Regions from separate parts of the Mus musculus genome. Here region 2 is linked to region 1. A link is a contact called in public Hi-C data. All regions are on one chromosome and are shown on one strand. The core of a region is the stretch at or near the end of the contact, and the rest is flanking DNA. Distances in the headings are between cores, read along the strand shown. Region 1 overlaps AY512915 (cDNA sequence AY512915). Region 2 overlaps Tafa4 (TAFA chemokine like family member 4).

Region 1 (6,296 bases), core at 1,113-3,612:
TTTCACTGCTGAGCCATCTCTCCAGCCCCAGAAGCCTGTTTTCAAATAAGAGACAAAAGTGGGGTAGATGGATGGAAGGGAAGATGAGGAAGGACTGGGAGGAGTAAAGGGAGGGGGGACTATAATCAAAATATATTATGTGAGAAAAAACTCTATTTTCAATAAAATGGAAAAAAGAAAAATAAATACATAAAATGAATGGGATCAATAGTGAAGGATGACGTAACGAGAGAAACATAGTGAGGAAGCCATGTGACACATATCAGGTGGCATCGTAAGGTCTGCTTCCTATCATCACATGAGCCAGGACAGCAAACTGGTAGCTCTAGGTACCATCAGTTGCACAGAGATGGGGATTGTTTATCTATTCAGTACTCTTTAAATTCTTATTATTAAAAATTAATTTACACACACACACACATACACACCTTTACTCAGACTGGACTTGCAAAGCTGGCACCTTTACACCTTGCTTGTCCACACTATCTGCTCTTTCACACATAGCTCCATTGACTTCTTGCCCCTTGCAGTGGTTGAACCTGACACCTTTGCTTAAAGGAGCAGCAGCCTCCTGTCCTAAGAGTGGGAGAGGTAACTCCTTGGTTGGAAGGGGGACATGCCAGGTCAGTTCTCCAGCCCTTCAGTTCTAGGATGGTGTGATTCAGTGACTAAAGTGTCTGTTCACCAAAGTGAGAATTGCCCTGATTGCTAGTTTGTATCAGTCCCAAAGACTTTCAGTCTGGCTACTCCCTGTTTCTCAGGCCTTTGTAGGTCCAAATGTCAGTTACTGTGCTCAGAGAGTCCATCTTGTATTTCCTAAGGTGATTGGCTGAGTTACATCTTCATCTCACCTCTTTTGTTCTCTCTTCTTTTTCCCTCTGTACACCCAGATCTACTCCTCCAGGAGCCAATCAGCAGACTGCAGGATTGGAGTGCAGGAACTGATGGAGAGGGAATTGTGTCACCAATTAGTGACATGAGTGTTGAGAGAAGCTGGGACTGAGCAAGTTCACAGGGAGCTGGGATCAGGGGCTTGCTAGAATTTGAAGGTTGCCATGGTTTTGCTATGTACTAATCATTTTCCATCACCCTGGATAATGGGTGCAGAATATTTGGCTCCAGTCCTTTTCAGTGATTCCAGGCTAGCTCCTAAGAGAGCTGCAAAATTCCGGCTCCAGCTGTGTCCCTTCCTTGTTGTGCCTCTTAAAGAACATGAGTTATTCTTAAATTCGGCTCCCTAAAATTTAGGTAATGATTCACAGGAGAGCTAGGGAGGCAGCTAGGGTAGAAAACAAACCACCTGCTTAGGATTCAAGGCCCAATCATTGACAGCACACCTAATCAGATTGAATTGGTGCTAAAATGCTGCGTGTAAGTGCCTTCAGTGTCTTACAGATGCTGCAGAGCCAGACTGGAAAAGGCCAAATTGTCTTATTAGTCATCGGAGAATGGGAGACAGTGAAATTTCTCAGGTGAACATAATTTGCATTCACCTAGCAAATGGTGAAGAACCCCCAGCAATTCTGGAGAGGTGGTTCTCTCATAGATCCAGCAGGGTGTTCATCTGGGTTAAGACTTCTGTGGTTTCACAGCCCCTCAGGTGCCATAAACCAGAGCTGGATGGTGTCCTTGGGCCGTATATATGTTGGTTCTCAAGTCAATGTCTGGTATGTCAGGCCATCAAGGCAGATGGTGAGTCAGACAGTGCTACTGAACTTTGGGAAATATACCACTTGAGAGCCCAGCTGGGGAAATGACTGAAATTGGAAAATAATATAATAGAATATTTGATTTGCCACCAAAGACCTTAACTGGGAAGATTGCCACATTGAAATGATAGGACAGCTTGGCTGATTTCGATCTGGGTAGTAACTGCCTATCAGTGGGCTGGGTTCTGGGCATCCAGTGTGTACTCAGAATGGACAGCTTCACCTCTCCTCCCCCATACGCTGCATATCCACAAGCATGTACCTGAAGTACGGCTTCCGGCTGAATCTGCTAAACTGCAACGTTATTTATTAGCCGAGATCTGGGTCTGATTCACTGGCTGGCTCGCTCTCTTTCTCTCTCTCTCTCTCTCTCTCTCTCTCTCTCTCTCTCTCCCCCCCTCTCCTTTAGAAGGTGGCCATCAGAGTAGATGGCAAGATAAATGAAATGTCATTTCCTTTCAATTCAATTTTTTTCTCTCTCCAGGCCTTCAGCTACTGGCCTGGACTCTTGGAAGCAAACTTGTTTTTCTGTGATTCACCAGAAACTCTCAGGACGAGAATATCTCAGTCTTCCAAGGTTTGGCTTCATTGATCCACTAAGAAGCACGGTCCCATGCCCAAGGTAAGCCAGAAGTCATCTTCCCACCTTCCTATGGAAAACTGCTCACTTTGAAACACCAGAAATCCTCTAACTCTCACCTACCCCCTTCCCAATTAAAAGACCATACTTGACAAGCCTAAACCTTGAGGGGTAACAGCTCTCAAAGAAGCCTTCAGCCAGAGAAAGGCAGGAGGCCAGTAGAAAATACTATAGCATCTTAGCCTCTGTTGGGACAATTCTTTGAAGCTTATTCTGCTCATAGTGCTCAGTGGAATAAGCTCTAGTTGTCCACAGGGATTTCTGTCCCCAGAACATTTGAATGGACAAAAGTTAGGAACTATTAGACATCCTGCTCTGTGCCTTCGCTGAGGTGTAACCCACATGAAATCAGACCCCAGGCAGCAGGAAGGGTATTCGAGTTTGATGGTGAGGTTGTGCTTCAGGGGACTTGCATTTGACCCCAGGTCTGACATTAGCAGGAAACCTTGGCTTCCCCTACTCCTCCAAAAATAACTAGGAAAATAATCAGTAAATGTACAGAGAGAAGAAGAAAGGTGATGTGTTACGGTAACCTGTAAGCCTGGCCAACCTCTCTATGGTTGGTTAATGGCTATTTGCAACCGTAAAGCATAAGTCTTGCAGAGGACAAGCGAGGTGATGGCTTTGTTCATCTCTGTGTTCCTACGAAGTAGACAATGATATTAAACAATGTGGCTGCAATTGTAATGCTACTAATGGAGTTGTTTCTATGTGTTAGCAAGTTCATTCATGCATCAAAGCTCCCACCCTTTGGGTACCAGAGCTCTATTAGCTACAGGGAGGAAAATGTTTGGAATTCATTTCTAATTGATCCCATTCATTTTGTTCTATACTTCATTTCTATCCTGTGTTCGCTTCTCTCCTTCGAAGTAGCCAGGCCTGTTGAGCACAGGGCTGGACTGGAGTGAGAGAAACTTAGATGAGTGGGTCCCCAGAGGATCTTGGCTGGCCAAAGAACACACACCCAGGAGCAGCTTCAGAGAACTGGTTCAGTTTATTGAGTGAACCAAGGTTATTTAAACCTTTGGACATGGGGTAGGGGCTTTAAGGGTGAGTACACATCATTGGCTTGGGCCATGGGCCTGGGATGTTTCATTTGCATAAGAAGGAATGCCAGGTGCTGCTGGACATGACCTTATTAGGGGGAAGAAGTTTAACCTGGGTACTGTCTGTGTGACCTCTTCTGGTGGGGTAAGTGTTGGTGGCAAGGGCTACATGTGCCAGGACATGCTGGTCCAGTACAGGGGGAAAGAGCCTACTCCTGCTGATGTCAGGATGAGATTTCCAGGGTTTGGACATGCCTTAACCCTACTCTTGCTCCAGGTCTGAACCTCCTCATTCCATGGCTCCCGGGCCACACACTTTCTGTGAACAATTAAACAATTTTATCATACATACACAATCACTAAGTCACACCTTAACATGATTCTATCATTCTATGCCCATCACACTTATTTTGCACCTGTGTTCCCTTTCTCAGCATCAAGGAATTGCTGACGCTTGTTTCTATGGATTTCATTTTTACAGATCCTAGGGATAAGTGAAATCGTGCAAATATGTTGTCTTCATGGCTGATTGCTTGTTAACTTATAATATTTTGGGAGCTGCAGCCACATTGCAGCATGCATTAGTACTTTGTCAATTCTACTTTATTTCTTGACCAATTCTGTCATGTGGGTGTTCCTATTGTCTATGCATTCACCAACTAACCGATATAAAAATTATTTTCTCCTGTTGGACGTGCAATTGTTTTGAACATTGACATGGAAGCCTCTATTCAGACATGCATTCTCACTAAGAGTGGATTTGCTGAGTCACAGGGCAGCTGTATATTGTTCTTTAAGGGCTCACCAAGTGATTTTTCTCCTACCAGCAATCCATGAGGTCCCTCTCCACACGTCCATCAACATGGTGGCCAGTTTTTGTGGCTATTGATGCTCTCCTGGCTGTGTTAAGATTGTCAAATCCCCAGTGTCTTATGGTGTTGGTCATTTTTCATGTGTCTATTAACGACTTATAAATCTTACTTGGTGAATGTCTATTCACATATTTTGCTTATCTTTAATTGGGACCTTTTTAGTTGTAAGATACTATGGACATATCTTTTGTCAGACATTGATCTTTGAGAAATTCTCTCATTTTTCTCTCCATTTTCCTAGTGATATTCTCTGAAGTACAGAGGGTTTGAATTTTAACAAAATCCTGTTTATCCTGATTTTCTTTTCTTTTTTTTTTTTTTTGTAGTTTGTGCTTTTGATACTATATATAATAGCTCTTTACTTTACACAAAACCACAGAAAGTTTTGGTTATATTTATAGCTTCAACTCTAATACTGAGGATTGTGATGGGTTAAGCATGTGTTTGTGTATTTTCTTTCCTATTGACTTACCCTGCTATATTTGTCTGAAATCACTTGATTATTAGTTCTGGTTTCTCAATTCTGTTCTTTTTATTTATCCACATCGCCTCTTGCCAGTGTCACTTTGCTTAATTAATAGTATTTATTGAGAAGCAAAGTTTGGGGACCACCATGGCAAAGGCTAATTTGAATACTAGAGTGGTAAGGGCGCCTCAGATATGATGGTCAGTCACAGCTTTAGGGGAGTCACATTCCACTTAGGGCCAATCAGGAAGTAGTGTAGTATCTGTGAGCCAGCCAGGAGACACTTTGCCAGGTTAAGATAGTGGTCTCTCTCTAGTCTTTGGTACATAAAATGATAAGTCTAGAGTTTTCAACCCATGATGTATCAAGTTTTTCTACTCCACACCACCACATCACCAATCAGTGATTTTCAAACTAGTAGGGTGGCTTCCAGAGTTATTTGCTGTCATAGCATCACCCATTCCCATCAGGTAGCTAAGCAGGATTCACTGACACACTCCTTTATTCACTCACTAAATATTTGACAGTGTCTCCTGAGTGTGAAGCATTATACTGGCAGAACACTGAATGAAACTCTTGGTTTCATGAAATTTATAGGGCTCTTTCCTTGAACAGCACTTGTATATATCATCTCTCATACACACTTGCAAGATTTAAGTGCAATGGTGTCAGAAGAAGGAATGAATACACACATACACACACTCACGCACACAGACATGCACACTATGAGCATTCTCAATTACTTATAAGGACAACAGAATAGACAGACGCATTCTCAAAAGAAGTGTGCCATAGAGTGTTAACTTTCAAACATTTATCTATTTATCATGTGTATGTACGTGTATGTGGGTTTACACCTCCCCCTCCATGCACAGATAGAGGTCAGAAAATGATTTGCTTAAGTTGGGACCTGAAGATCAAATTTAGATCATCAAGCTTAGCAACAGCACCTTTCTCAGCTAAGCCACCTGACTGGCTCATAGCACCAAATATTCTACATGGCTCAGCAGCTTCAGATATGTGCTTTGCTAGTTAACACCTTCTTTTCTCTCAGCTCCAACATCTTCTGCATATTGCTTCTGTGATATACTTGCTAAACCCTGTAAACATTTCTCTCAGCTAGCTAGCAGAATGTGAGGTTTTTATCAAAATAAGAGACTGGAGGGATCCTGAAAGAAGAGGAAAGATACTTAATTCTGGGTTTCAGTCTTCCATAAGTACCGAGTAACCTGGGCAGACTATTTCCCAGGCACCCTCGGGGTGATGCTTCCATGACTGGAGCTGATTGGCTCTGAGCAATGTCCACCCTCTTGACCCTCGCAGTGGCAGGCTAGGCCTAGAGACAACTGTAGTCTATGCCTCTTTGAAAGCTGCTTCTCTGAGAGATTCATTTTATGGGTCACTGTAACAAAATGCCCGACAGACACAACTTGGAGAAGGAAGGTATGGTTGAGGACACAGTCCGTGGTAGCAGGGAAGAATGGCAGCAGGAGCCTGAGGCAGCCAGTCATGCGGTATCTGCAGTCACCAGGCAGAGAGCAATGACTGCCAGAGCTCGAGTTA
Region 2 (5,886 bases), core at 1,386-3,885, 1.7 Mb before region 1:
CTCCTTATTTTGTTGACCTCCTTGACCTAACAGTAGAGGCAACTGAGTTTGAGAGCTTTGACTGAAGGTAAAAATAACTAGAAGATTTTGTTCTGAGTTTCAGGTATCTTTATTACTTTATATCAAGGATGGTTCCAATTCTGGGATCCTGGATCAAGCTTAGGATTCAAGTGCTGGTTCTGCCTGCTGTGTGATATGGATGTGACTCCTCTCTGAATGAATGATTCCCAACACTGGTGCTTCCCTGGCTTGTTTGTGGTAGAGATTCCATTGGCATCTGAATAGTTTCATATCTGCTCGGCACTGGCACGCATGAACACATACCGCTCTGAGTAGATGACAAACCTTTTCTTAGATTACAAATGAATTTTCATTGGTTGAAATCAAAACTTCTGCTGGTAAGAGTGATGGTCAGTCAGTTTTGAATGACAACAGGATTGAGGATCATCTAGGAGACACACTGTGGTGGTTTGTATATGCTTGACCCTGGGAGTGCCACTATTAGAAGGTGTAGCCCTGTTGGAGTAGGTGTGGCCTTGTTGGGGTAGGTGTGTCACTATGGGTGTGGGCTTTAAAACCCTCATCCTAACTGCCTGGAAGCTAGTATTCTGCCAGCAGCCTTCAGATGAAGATGTAGAACTCTTAGCTCCTCCTGCACCATGCCTGCCTGGACACTGCCATGTTCCCGCCTTGATGATAATGGCCTGAACCTCTGAACCTGTAAGCCAGCCCTAATTACATGTTGTCCTTATAAGAGTTGCATTGGTCACGGTGTCTGTTCACAGCAATTAAAACCCTGACTAAGGCAAACACCTTTTATTATGAGGGTGTTTCCAGAGAGCTTTAGCTGAGGAGAGAAGGCCCACACTGAGTGCGAGCAGGATCACTCCATGAGTTAGAATTGGAGAAGTAATAAAATACAAAATATGACAAAACAACAGCAACAACAATAACAAACAACAACAAAACTGTAGAGGAGAAAGACATCTGAGGACCAGCATCCTTCTCCCTCTGCTTTGTGACATGGATAGCACATGACAGCTACCTCCTGCTTGTGCCCCAGGAAGGACTGTGACCCCACAAAGCCTTCCTTAAGTTGCTTTTGTCTGACATGTTGTTACAGAAGTAGGAAAAGCAAGACGCAGGGAAAATAAGAAGTGTGCTTTCTCTTTTATTCCCCATCTGCTGAGAAAGGTGAGGAGGAACATTTTTGTCTCATAGAGGCAGACAATAAGATAGCTCATGCATTGGCTTGATAGTGCAGTCAGTCGTTATTTTAGCATTAACACAAGGGAAAATGTGATAACCAATAGACACTATCCTGCCTTGATACCTTTCAAAACAGGGAGACGAATGTCTCCTCCCAAACACCCTGTTCACATAAGCGACCCTCACATCTTTAATATGAAACAAATCACTTAGAGTGGAGATTCCTTTCTTCGGCAGACTGGGGGGAAATGGACCTCTACTCACTGGGGACAGTGGCGTAGTGGAGGTGCTGTTTGGTATTTGATGAGCAAACGGAGAATCAGGAGTCAGATAGAAATGAATGGGTGATGAGATGAGATGGAGACAAATTGGTCTGTAGCCATTGCGTCCCCCTTAACTAGAATCAAGTAATGTGTTGTACTTCTTTAGCTAAGAGGACTCTCCCCTACTCTTTCTTTTCTTCTTTTAAAGGATATTAGCTTGAGGAGCTAGTTAGTGCTGACACAGAACAGTATTTCTGAGGGCTCTTAATCCCAGGAGCATGCAGGCAGTGAACTCTAACATTAACTACGGAAGAAGTGCTTGCTTTCCACAATGCATCTTTGGTTAACATACAGTTCTGTGATGATAAGTCATCAGAACAGTCATGTTGTTTTTAGAGCCATTTTTAATTCCAGTGATTGGAAATGATTTTGATGGCAATTAAGAGCATTATCAGAATGACTCAAGGTTGCCAGCCATGGCTCCTCATTAGCTGACATCTAACCTCATTTCCTGCTTCTCTTTCCAAATTAACTTTACATCTTACTGAATAGGCATTGTTTTTCCATGTCTGCAAAGCTCCCTGTGTGCTTATTGTGCTCAGTGAATCCATCTTTAGTAGAAGAGGGTGTGGTCCTCTGGACCTCTAATGCAGTTTGATATTAGTGCCACCCAGGTAGCTTTGTATCTTCCTCTCTGTCCATGTGCAGTCTGTCAATTTCCACAGACTGGCAGAGATCTCTGGATGCTGCTAAGAAGCACAATAGGATTGTCACGCTGTGAACACATGACGGTGAGTATGATGCTCAGGATAAAGTTAAGTCTGATTCAAGAAGAAGTCTAACTCAGGAAAACATGATGTGTTTAATATCTTGAATACTATAACAGGCATGGAGGAGGTCCTCTACCTTCCATGTGGTCTCATTTGACTCCTGTCCAACCCTGAAGGACTACTGTTATCTTATGTTTGTCCGGAGGCCCAGACACCTGATTCTGTGTTGGAATCAAGGATGCTCGGCTAGTATGCCCCAGCACATCCCAGACTCAGCAGCTTCTTCCCAGGCAGAGCTCACCGACTTCTGATCTGTGTACCACGATGCTGTACCAGCAACGAGCTTCTTACTGTGTTGCTTCATTCCTGCAATTCCCCATGCAGGAGTAGGAAATAATTATTGTTCTTGCTTAGCCCATAGATTGTGGGAGTTATGACTCAGGTCTAGTGGCCTTCTCTGTAATGACTGGTGAGCCAGCAGTGGGCGTGGCACCTACAAAATGTGTTTTCTCGTTGAGTGTATCTTTCCTCGCCAACATTGTTTGGAGATTCACTTAGTGACTGCTACTCACGCAGTCTACAGAAGTCATAAAGTCTGTAATCTGAGGATACTGCCCAATGGGGTGAAAATGTAGCCTGAGAGTGCAGAACAAATATAGGCCAAAAGAAATTTCTGGGAGACACCTGGATTTCTTTTCTTTTCCTTCCTTCCTTCCTTCCTTCCTTCCTTCCTTCCTTCCTTCCTTCCTTCCTTCCTTCCTTTCTTTCTTTCTTTCTTTCTTTCTTTCTTTCTTTCTTTCTTTCTTTCTTTCTTTCTTTCTCACTCTCTCTCGCTTTCTTTCTTTCTTTCTTTCTTTCTTTCTTTCTTTCTTTCTTTCTTTCTTCTTTCTTTTTTAAGAGGGAAGAGTTAGACTAAGGTACATGTGTTTAGGAACAGTGCCATTGGGAAGGCCTATCATGGTTCCTTATCGAGTTTATTTGTGTCTTACCATCGTGCCTTTGCCACCAGGATGGACTGAGTGCTACGAAACTGAGAGGCAGAACAAACCCTTCTGTCTTTAAGTTGCTTCTGGGAAGTATTTTGTTAAAGTGATAAGATGAATAACTAATTTAGTGCTATGTAAGACATTGGCCCTCTGATATGAATGAAAACATGAGGGATTATCATAAAAAATTCCTAGCTAAAACATATTTTAAGGACAGATAAAGCCAACTTAAGTCTGCAACTACTTTCTTCTCAGATATCCCCACAGTGTAGTCTGGTGTATTAATTAGTTAGGATTTCTTTCATTTACCAAGGACCTACTAAGTCATTTAGCCAGGGTAGCCTATTTTTCTCTCAGAACAAGAAGTTTGGAGACTGGCCCAACTGTTCAAGAAGCCACATCTTGGCTTCTTTTTGTCTCTTTATCCTAGTTGAAGACCTGTGTTCCACTGGTGGCAGGATGGCCACTCTGGCTCTAGATCTTGTACCTGTTTTCCAGGCTAGAAAGATAAAGGCAGACAGAGGAAGAAAGTTCATGTTAGGTGAGTCTGGTCCTTTGTGTCAAGAACACAAGAGTGTCATGGAAGCCCTGTTCACTAACACCCGTTAAAATATTCATTGGTTAAAATGGGGTCACAAAAGTCTTATTTCTGGTAGTAAGACATGTGGGGATAAGGGATGTTGAGTGCGCATTTCCCAGTGTATGGCTCTCAACTCATTACTTCTCCATAATCTTACATGCATTTATCTGCACATAAGGAAATTGCAGTGACCTTCAATAGAAATGCAGCATACTCTTATGCCAGTTACTTTTGTGCCATGGTGGCAACATACTTGACCAAAACCACTTGGGGAAGAAATATTTCCTTTGTATTGCTGTTTCAGAGGGTTCATGCCATGCCAGGGAGAGCATCATGGTGACAGGAGTATGTGGCAGAGGCTTGGTGGACAAGAAGAGGGGAGAGGGAGTGTAGGGAGGGATTAGGCAAGACTCACTTCTATCAGTGTGTACCCTGTTTTGGACTTTCTCCCACCAGACTCTAGCTAACACCAAGCCTTATAGTCCAACAATATCATCATATTATGAATCCATTAAGGAATTAATCTATTCATTAGGTCAGAGCCCCTGGGATCTTGTTGACTCTGGAAACTCCTCACAGACACACCAAGCTACATCATTTCCTCATCTCCTGGACTGTTCTCAATTCAATCATACTGACACTATCGACCATCAGAACCCGAGACATTGCTTGGCAGTTTATTTCTTTCCATCAGTTTGACTTGGTAATTCTTTTTCCTGTCAGTTATATGTTTGTTAATTTATTCTGTTCAGTTCCTGTCTGTTTCCCCAGAGCTCACGGATACTGCAACATTAAGCCTTCTTTCCTTGGTACATTAGGTATTTAGGTTATATATTTTCACTCTGACATTGGATATTTAAATGTATACTATTGTAATGCTTATGTAATGATGTGACAAGTTGTTTTTTTTTTTTTTTGTTTGTTTTTTGTTTTGAACATGGGGCATGTTCTATGTGAGCAATTGCTGGGGTTTCATTTTGGAAATCCATTTTTTTCCCCTCCTAGTATCTCTGGAGCATTAAATAAAATAACGTGTTCCTGTTGTAACACCAAATACTTTGCTGACTTTTGACTGTTTTGCATTGAAATCAACCCATGTTATACCATTGCTTTTGTTATTAAAGCAGAGGATGCAGGAGGTAGTTGAATTCGTTGGTGTGCCTGCTTTTGGGATTTGTGGTGACATAGTCCTGTTGTGACATGGATCTGTCTGCTTTGCTTGGCTCTCACCCAGTCTTTTGTTATTTACCATTGTCAGTGTTCTGGCTGCTAAACACTCTGCTATCCCCTGTAATGATTTTAATTGTACGGTCCATCTGGGACCCACGGGTATTAGAACTGTATCTTCACTAAGAGTGAGCTGGTGTGCATTCAGACAGTTACAAGGGAAATGAGCCACTTTCATGTTCGGAAGCCATGACTCACCCTTGGCGCACTCAGTGGGGTGAGCTTTGCTCCTCTTTTTAAGGCTGCATCCAGAAACTTCAGGTTGTTGGAAATGGAGGTTGGTAAAGATGGACTTGCTGTTCAACTTCCTTTGAGAACTAGAAAAAGAAACAAACAACCCCCTAGCATTCAAACAAAAGCAGAGGCCATGTTAGACAATATGTGTTGACTGTTTAAGAGGGGGAAGACTTGAGAGCCTGATGTTGTCATTCATCTAGCTAGTGAGGCTTTGGGGAGGTGTTTGCTCCTCATCCCACACATGCCACATGGGATCCTAACCGTCTCAAAACCCAGCACCTGCCCACAAGGGTGTGGAACGCTCACAAGAGCAAGTCGCAAGCAAACATTACTTGATATCCGTAAACATGCCCTTCCATATAGTGTCTTCTCACTGTCATAGGGCTCCCTGCTCACCTCCTTCTGGTGGCTTCCCGATGGTCTGTGTATTAAAATTACTAGTCATTGCCAGGACTCCATAGCCTTATCCCACCTGGTCCATGGCATCATCTCTTGCCATATTCCTTCCTCCCTATGTTGGTTACAATGTCATTCTTGTTGTTCCTCAAGGAATGTCCCTACCACTGTTCTGTGGTCCCCTCTGTCTGAGAGACTATTCTTTGAGGAACTCTCCC

Evidence for each region. Hi-C and Micro-C count contacts between places; a contact is called where the count stands out from the background.
Region 2: a Hi-C map of the N1E-115 cell line shows a contact between it and region 1, with 2.9 times the contacts expected there. The contact joins two enhancer-like sites. A contact is called at or near these places in 17 of 39 promoter capture datasets (the 3T3-L1 cell line, 3T3-L1-derived adipocytes, the C10 cell line and 12 more) and 1 of 484 Hi-C or Micro-C datasets (the N1E-115 cell line).

Annotation. Positions count from the first base shown.
Region 1 is chr6:95,323,442-95,329,737 of GRCm38.p6, reverse strand. AY512915 (cDNA sequence AY512915) reads left to right here. Exons shown (of 4, transcript NR_033559.1): 2 at 2,194-2,331. Among named protein-coding and RNA genes, the nearest start is that of AY512915, 7.4 kb to the left of the region's middle. Within about 2 kb of position 2,362, at least 1 of the 459 cell types and tissues checked has an H3K27ac peak or open chromatin away from gene starts, as enhancers often do. A contact at or near this core is called in the N1E-115 cell line, where this site is marked.
Region 2 is chr6:96,987,995-96,993,880 of GRCm38.p6, reverse strand. The region is part of intron 3 of Tafa4 (TAFA chemokine like family member 4); the gene reads left to right. Among named protein-coding and RNA genes, the nearest start is that of Tafa4, 69 kb to the left of the region's middle. Within about 2 kb of position 2,635, at least 3 of the 459 cell types and tissues checked have an H3K27ac peak or open chromatin away from gene starts, as enhancers often do. A contact at or near this core is called in the N1E-115 cell line, where this site is marked.